Linked DNA regions of Zea mays: region 1 is linked to region 2. A link is a contact called in public Hi-C data. All regions are on one chromosome and are shown on one strand. Each heading gives the region's core, a stretch centred on a gene start, on an enhancer-like site or on the middle of the called end of the contact. The rest is flanking DNA. Distances are from core to core; before and after follow the strand shown. Region 1 holds the start of LOC100272989 (putative calcium-dependent lipid-binding (CaLB domain) family protein). Region 2 holds the start of LOC542057 (alpha-6-galactosyltransferase).

Evidence for each region. A called contact is a pair of places that touch in the nucleus more often than the background predicts.
Region 1: a contact with region 2 is called in a Hi-C map of ear, with 2.6 times the contacts expected there. The contact joins the promoter of LOC100272989 here to the promoter of LOC542057 in region 2. A contact is called at or near these places in 4 of 25 Hi-C or Micro-C datasets (ear, leaf and tassel).

Annotation. Positions count from the first base shown.
Region 1 is chr4:168,277,251-168,280,066 of Zm-B73-REFERENCE-NAM-5.0, reverse strand. LOC100272989 (putative calcium-dependent lipid-binding (CaLB domain) family protein) reads right to left here and starts at 1,501. Exons shown (of 8, transcript NM_001147440.1): 1 at 1,293-1,501; 2 at 117-217. The coding sequence starts at 168.
Region 2 is chr4:168,036,104-168,038,924 of Zm-B73-REFERENCE-NAM-5.0, reverse strand. It overlaps LOC542057 (alpha-6-galactosyltransferase), which reads left to right and starts at 1,343. Exons shown (of 1, transcript NM_001111694.3): 1 at 1,343-2,821. The coding sequence starts at 1,781.

The sequences.
Region 1 (2,816 bases), core at 252-2,751, 240 kb before region 2:
TTGTCATGTACTCATGTCATCATTAGCACCGATGTATGCGTGTTACAGAACAGAAACATCAAGCATGGCACATGGTATATAACATATACCGTGTTATCAAAGAATATCTTATGTACCTACAACAGGCTTGGTTGACTTGATGTGCTGATAGTGATTAGCAGTACTCATCTTTGCGGTCCAACTTTGGATAACTCACAAAACCAAAAAAAACTTAGATCTGCAGACAACACAGGGATTAGCAGGAGTCGAGGATCATTTTCTTATCATGATGAAACGAACCGGCATGTCAAATAAGAGAACAAAATCTGAAGCTTTTTATTTTATAAGAACATAGCTCCAATGTATACAGGAATCACTATACAGCTGCTGGTCCCTCACTACAGATGAGGTTTCACTAGCCCAGCGAATATCAAGCCAAATATAACTTGAAGTCTGGTTGTTGAAAAATGAAGCGTACAAAAGAATTGATGTTGGAGCTGGAACATATTTGTGATTCCTGGATATCAAGCTCGCAGGATTAGCCCGTCGTAAAATTTCTTTTCATATTTATCACCTAGACAAAACTGAAACGAACTTAAAGAACCCATCATCATGCTAATTATGTGTGGTTGGCTCCTCTCACATTTATAAGCTCTGCAATCACACGATGTACACAACTACAAGGGCAGAACAAGAACTAATAGCCCTCCCTTGCCTCTGCCACCGCAATACCCCAAAGAAGGTGATCAACCAACCATAAACGAACTTACGAACATGCCCATGTGTTCTGAAGCATGGCGAAAAGAAATCGGCCTGGATCAGGCAGGATTACAAACTGAAATATATAGCATGAACAACTGGTGGTGATCGCGTGAGGGGGGTCGTGCGTATGGAAATCCATTGGTAGCTATTTATATCTGACCAGTATCTCGATTTCATCCAAAGCGTGAACCACCCTATATTCCATAGAATAAGAGCTCGGGTGTTAATCGATTGTCCCAGACTTCCGATGCGAATCAACCTATATTCCATTCCAACAGCGTGTGCTGATGGTTGAGTTCCGACAGCGACAGGAAATCGCATGAAATGGCTACATAATTCAAACTCTGCAGTAGGGACCAATCGAGGTGTCAAACAATCACCCGAGGCCCAGCGAAATCAAACGCGCTCACATAAATCGAATCGCATCCACACTCCCCCCCACCAAGCGGATCAAGGATGTGACGGTGACCGCATCAGCGCTTGAAAGCGACCGACTTAGAGGATCCGCGCGGTAGAAATGTCGGAAGAAAAAAAAAAAGAAACCAACGAACCTGAGGATTCGATGAGGCGTGATAGGGAGGGGGGTACCGCCGGCGGCTCCCGGGGGGTGAGGTCGCTGGCGCGGCGGCGCTGGAGCGATCGCCCCCCGGCTTCGTCGCGCTGGGTGGGGTTGGGGGGCGGGCTGGTTGACGCGCAAAACGAGCACGACGACGTGGGGAGGATTATATGGGGCTCACATACTATTCTTCTCCTATTTCTGTAGCCAACCTGCAACCTTGGTGACATGGTGGCTGTGGATTCGCTCGCTGTCTCATATAGGTCGCTCATGGCGTCGGGTGGGACGTGGGTGGGGTGGGGATATTTTTTTATTATAAAAAACTAACACTCCTTAACAAGAATAGTTTCACTAGATATTGTTTATAGCATAATTAGAGTGCCAAGTACATAAAATGTTCATGTAGCATAAGAAGTGATACTGTGCTTAGTGCGGTCTGTTTGGTTTAGCTTTTTTTAATACTCTAGAAATAGTTGCACTGAATATTCTTTGTTATTTTAAAGCCTTCTTTTTTTATGGACATGTTTGGTTGTAAACCTAAGAGCATCTCCACCGTTATGTAAAAATGTTCCTAAATCTCGGTTTAATACGTTATTAGAAAAAATACGTCTCCAATAGTAACCTAAATGGTGTTGTTAAATTTAAGAAGATGATATTTTATCCTTTCTTGTCTCCACATTTGGCAACCCGAGAGAGACTTCTCACAACACTTTTTCGTGCAAAATTAGTATTCTATGAGTTCTGTTTTATTCTCTTTTATTTTTTATTAATAAACTTCGGGCTACTAGGTGGAAAAGAATTTTGTTGCGTGTTACACTTTTTGTTTCTTCGGTTTGCAATTTAGGTAATATTTGAAATCGATGAATCATAAAGATTTGTGCCTGTTTTATACGTAGATTATAGAACCATTGCAATAACAATATCATATTTGATGGGAAGAACATAAACCTTTCTAGAACATGAGAGCGAGAGGAGTTTCTAGTTGTCATACTTTGATATATTTGGCAGCTAAAAATAGATAATTACTGGAGAACACACATTTTTAGCAACTCCTCATATATGTCTTTAAGGAGATTTTTTTTTACAAAAAAACTGGAGATGCTCTAAGATGTTAAAAATGTCATATATTTTCTGACACACTTACCTAAGGTTAGACGTTTAAATTCTTCGCCACATCTTAGTGTGGCTAAGGAAATCTTACCACACGTTTTATAAATCATTGATGATTGGGACCTACGTAGCAGGAGAAAAATCTTGCCACAATTGTAACTGCAAACCAAACATACGTCTAAGCATGTTAAACCTACCTAATATTAGGCGTGACAAACTGTGACAAGTGATACAGTGAACCAAATATGCTCTATATGTCAGAAGAACATTAATCAATTTCTTGACAAAGAATATATCAACTAATGCACTGTTGTTGCATGCATGACTAGTAAGAAAAATAATGCACGAGAGAAAGTCTCCTCCTTTGCATGCATAATGAACTTCCGTTTGCTTGGCTTCTGACTTGGCA
Region 2 (2,821 bases), core at 94-2,593:
GGGTTTAATGGGCTGCAAAGTGCAAAGCACTCGAGGCTTGTGTTGTGTGTGATTGTCAAGGGCACTTTGAGCTCACTTTGGCACTGCTCGAACGGGCTCGTCCGCTGGAATGGAACCGGAGCTTCCGAATCTCGCTTAGACCACCCAAGTCCCACTCCCACGTACTCTAAAAGGGCCGGCTGCGGTTGAGGCCGTAGCTGGGTGGCAGCCCAAAGACAACCGGGCTGTAGGCCCGCAACTCCACGGACGAAGCCTCGTAGCAGGGCGGAAGCGGCAGCGGCAGTGACGCACTGACGCTCCCGTCTCACCCCGTCTTCTATCTACGCTTTGGCAAGACCACCTTGCGCCATGGACGCACGGTTTTGTTCGGCTGTGATGCTCATATACCGACCAGATGTATGCCTGAAAACAGGACATACTAGACCCATGGACCGTGGTTAGACGCCCAATCTGCAGGCGGCACGTGCTTTCTGCAGCAGCTCCTCGTACCGCGAGAATGGCAGGCTCATGCTCAAGCACGCAGCCGTGCTGCTGCAGAACCAGAACTGTAGAAAGTCAGGCCAGTCGACAGCAGCACTCCGGCCATGGTCATGAACGCATCGCCCTTTCGCTGTGCTCTCTGCATCTCTGCAAGCGCGAGCGCAACTGCACAAGCAGCCAAGCAGCGTACGGTAAAGTCGTCTACGAGTATACGTGTACATATCCAAAGAACCCCAAAAAAAAAACGAAAATGCAGCCGCGCGCGGGCCAAGTGAGCAGAAAACTGTTCACTTTCCTAAAAAAAACAAGTCAATGCCCTCACATTACACACTTCAGAATTCAGATTACCATTGCATCGCTTTATCATTTTAAAACTGTGGCTACTCTCTGTCTCCATCTCTAAATAAATTATCTTTTGGAATTATGACGAGTCAAACTTTCTTTGACTGATTTTATAGGAAAAATACTAAATATATGACACGGAAAATTTAATAAAAATATACCTGATATCGTATTTAACTATTTGAAGCTTGTGTCATAAATATTAGCTCATTTTTCTATAGGATGTATTTAATTAAATCTAAAAGAAAGTTTGTCTTAGTACGGTTTATGGAGGGACTAGTAGCTACGAGTAGATAGTGGTGTGAGTGTGACTGGTGTCCGGTCCCGGTCCGGCTGTCCGCACGAGTCGCCAAGCACAAGCCGCGCGGATACGCCGATGTGGTGATGGTCCAAAGCTGCAGCCCCGCCAGCTACCGTATCTGTGCGCCGCTGTATCTCCGTGGGCTCTAGCCTCTAGCTAGAGCGCAAGCCCTCTCGCCCTGTCGATCTTCACCACCAGTCAGTCCGCAAGAGGAAGACCCAACAGTCCAACCCGGCCCGGGGGCCGCCTCCGATCCGGTGCCGGCGCCGCGGCCAGCTGCCATCCAGCGATCTACCCTGCCGATGGCTCCAAGGCCTGCAAGGCAGACGCTACGCATGCGTGCGTTTCTCCTTCGCCCGCATGCATGACGGCACGAGAGTCCCGTTTGGACGCATGCCGCTACCCAACCACCGCTGCCCTCCCCGTTTGGCCTCTCCCTCCCCTCGCCACGCAGACGGACGGGGGCGGCAAGGCTGGCACCGGCGGAGGGTCTTTGGCGTACGCGTTCTCGCCGCCGAAAGTGGGACGGCTCGGCTTTACACATACACCGTCCCCGCACGCATCGGGGCGTCAGTATTGTACGTGGCGTGAGCGTGACAGGGACGATACTGCCGTAGAGCCGTAGTGCATCCCGGCAGCGAGAGCCGAGAGCACACGATGCCGCCACGCGCTGCGACCGCGAAGCCGTCGTGGCTCGGAGACGCGCTCCTCTTCGCCGCGGGTGCCGTGGTGGCCACCGTGGCGCTGCTCGCGTTCGCCAACCCGTTCGCTCAGCCGGAGGGCTACTACGGCGACGGAGCAGTCCCGTCCTCTGGCTCTGGCTCTGGCTCATCATCCGTGGGCGCCGCCGGCGGTGGTGGTGGTGCCGCCGCCCACACGTTCTACGACGACCCGGCGCTGGCGTACACCGTGGACCGGCCCATCACGGGGTGGGACGAGAAGCGCGCCGGGTGGCTGCGCGCGCACCCGGAGTTCGCCGGCGGTGGCGAGAAGGGGCGCGTCCTCATGGTGTCCGGCTCGCAGCCGACGCCGTGCCGGTCCCCGGGCGGAGACCACACGCTGATGCGGCTGCTCAAGAACAAGGCCGACTACTGCCGTCTCCACGGCGTGCAGCTGCTGTACAACATGGCGCTGCTGCGGCCGTCGATGGACCGGTACTGGGCCAAGATACCGGTGATCCGCGCCGCCATGGTGGCGCACCCGGAGGCGGAGTGGGTGTGGTGGGTCGACTCCGACGCCGTGCTCACCGACATGGACTTCCGCCTCCCGCTGCGCCGGTACCGCGCCCACAACCTCGTCGTCCACGGCTGGCCGAGCCTCGTGTTCGAGGCCAGCTCCTGGACCAGCCTCAACGCCGGCGTGTTCCTCATCCGGAACTGCCAGTGGTCGCTCGACTTCATGGACGCGTGGGCCGCCATGGGTCCCGACTCCCCGGACTACCAGCACTGGGGCGCCGTGCTCAAGTCCACGTTCAAGGACAAGGTGTTCGACGAGTCGGACGACCAGTCCGCGCTCGTGTACATGCTGCTGCAGGAGGGCAGCCGGTGGCGGGACAAGGTGTTCCTGGAGAGCGGCTACTACTTCGAGGGCTACTGGATGGAGATCGTGGGGCGGCTCGCCAACATGACGGAGAGGTACGAGGCGATGGAGCGGCGGCCGGGAGCTGCCGCGCTGCGGAGGCGGCACGCGGAGAGGGAG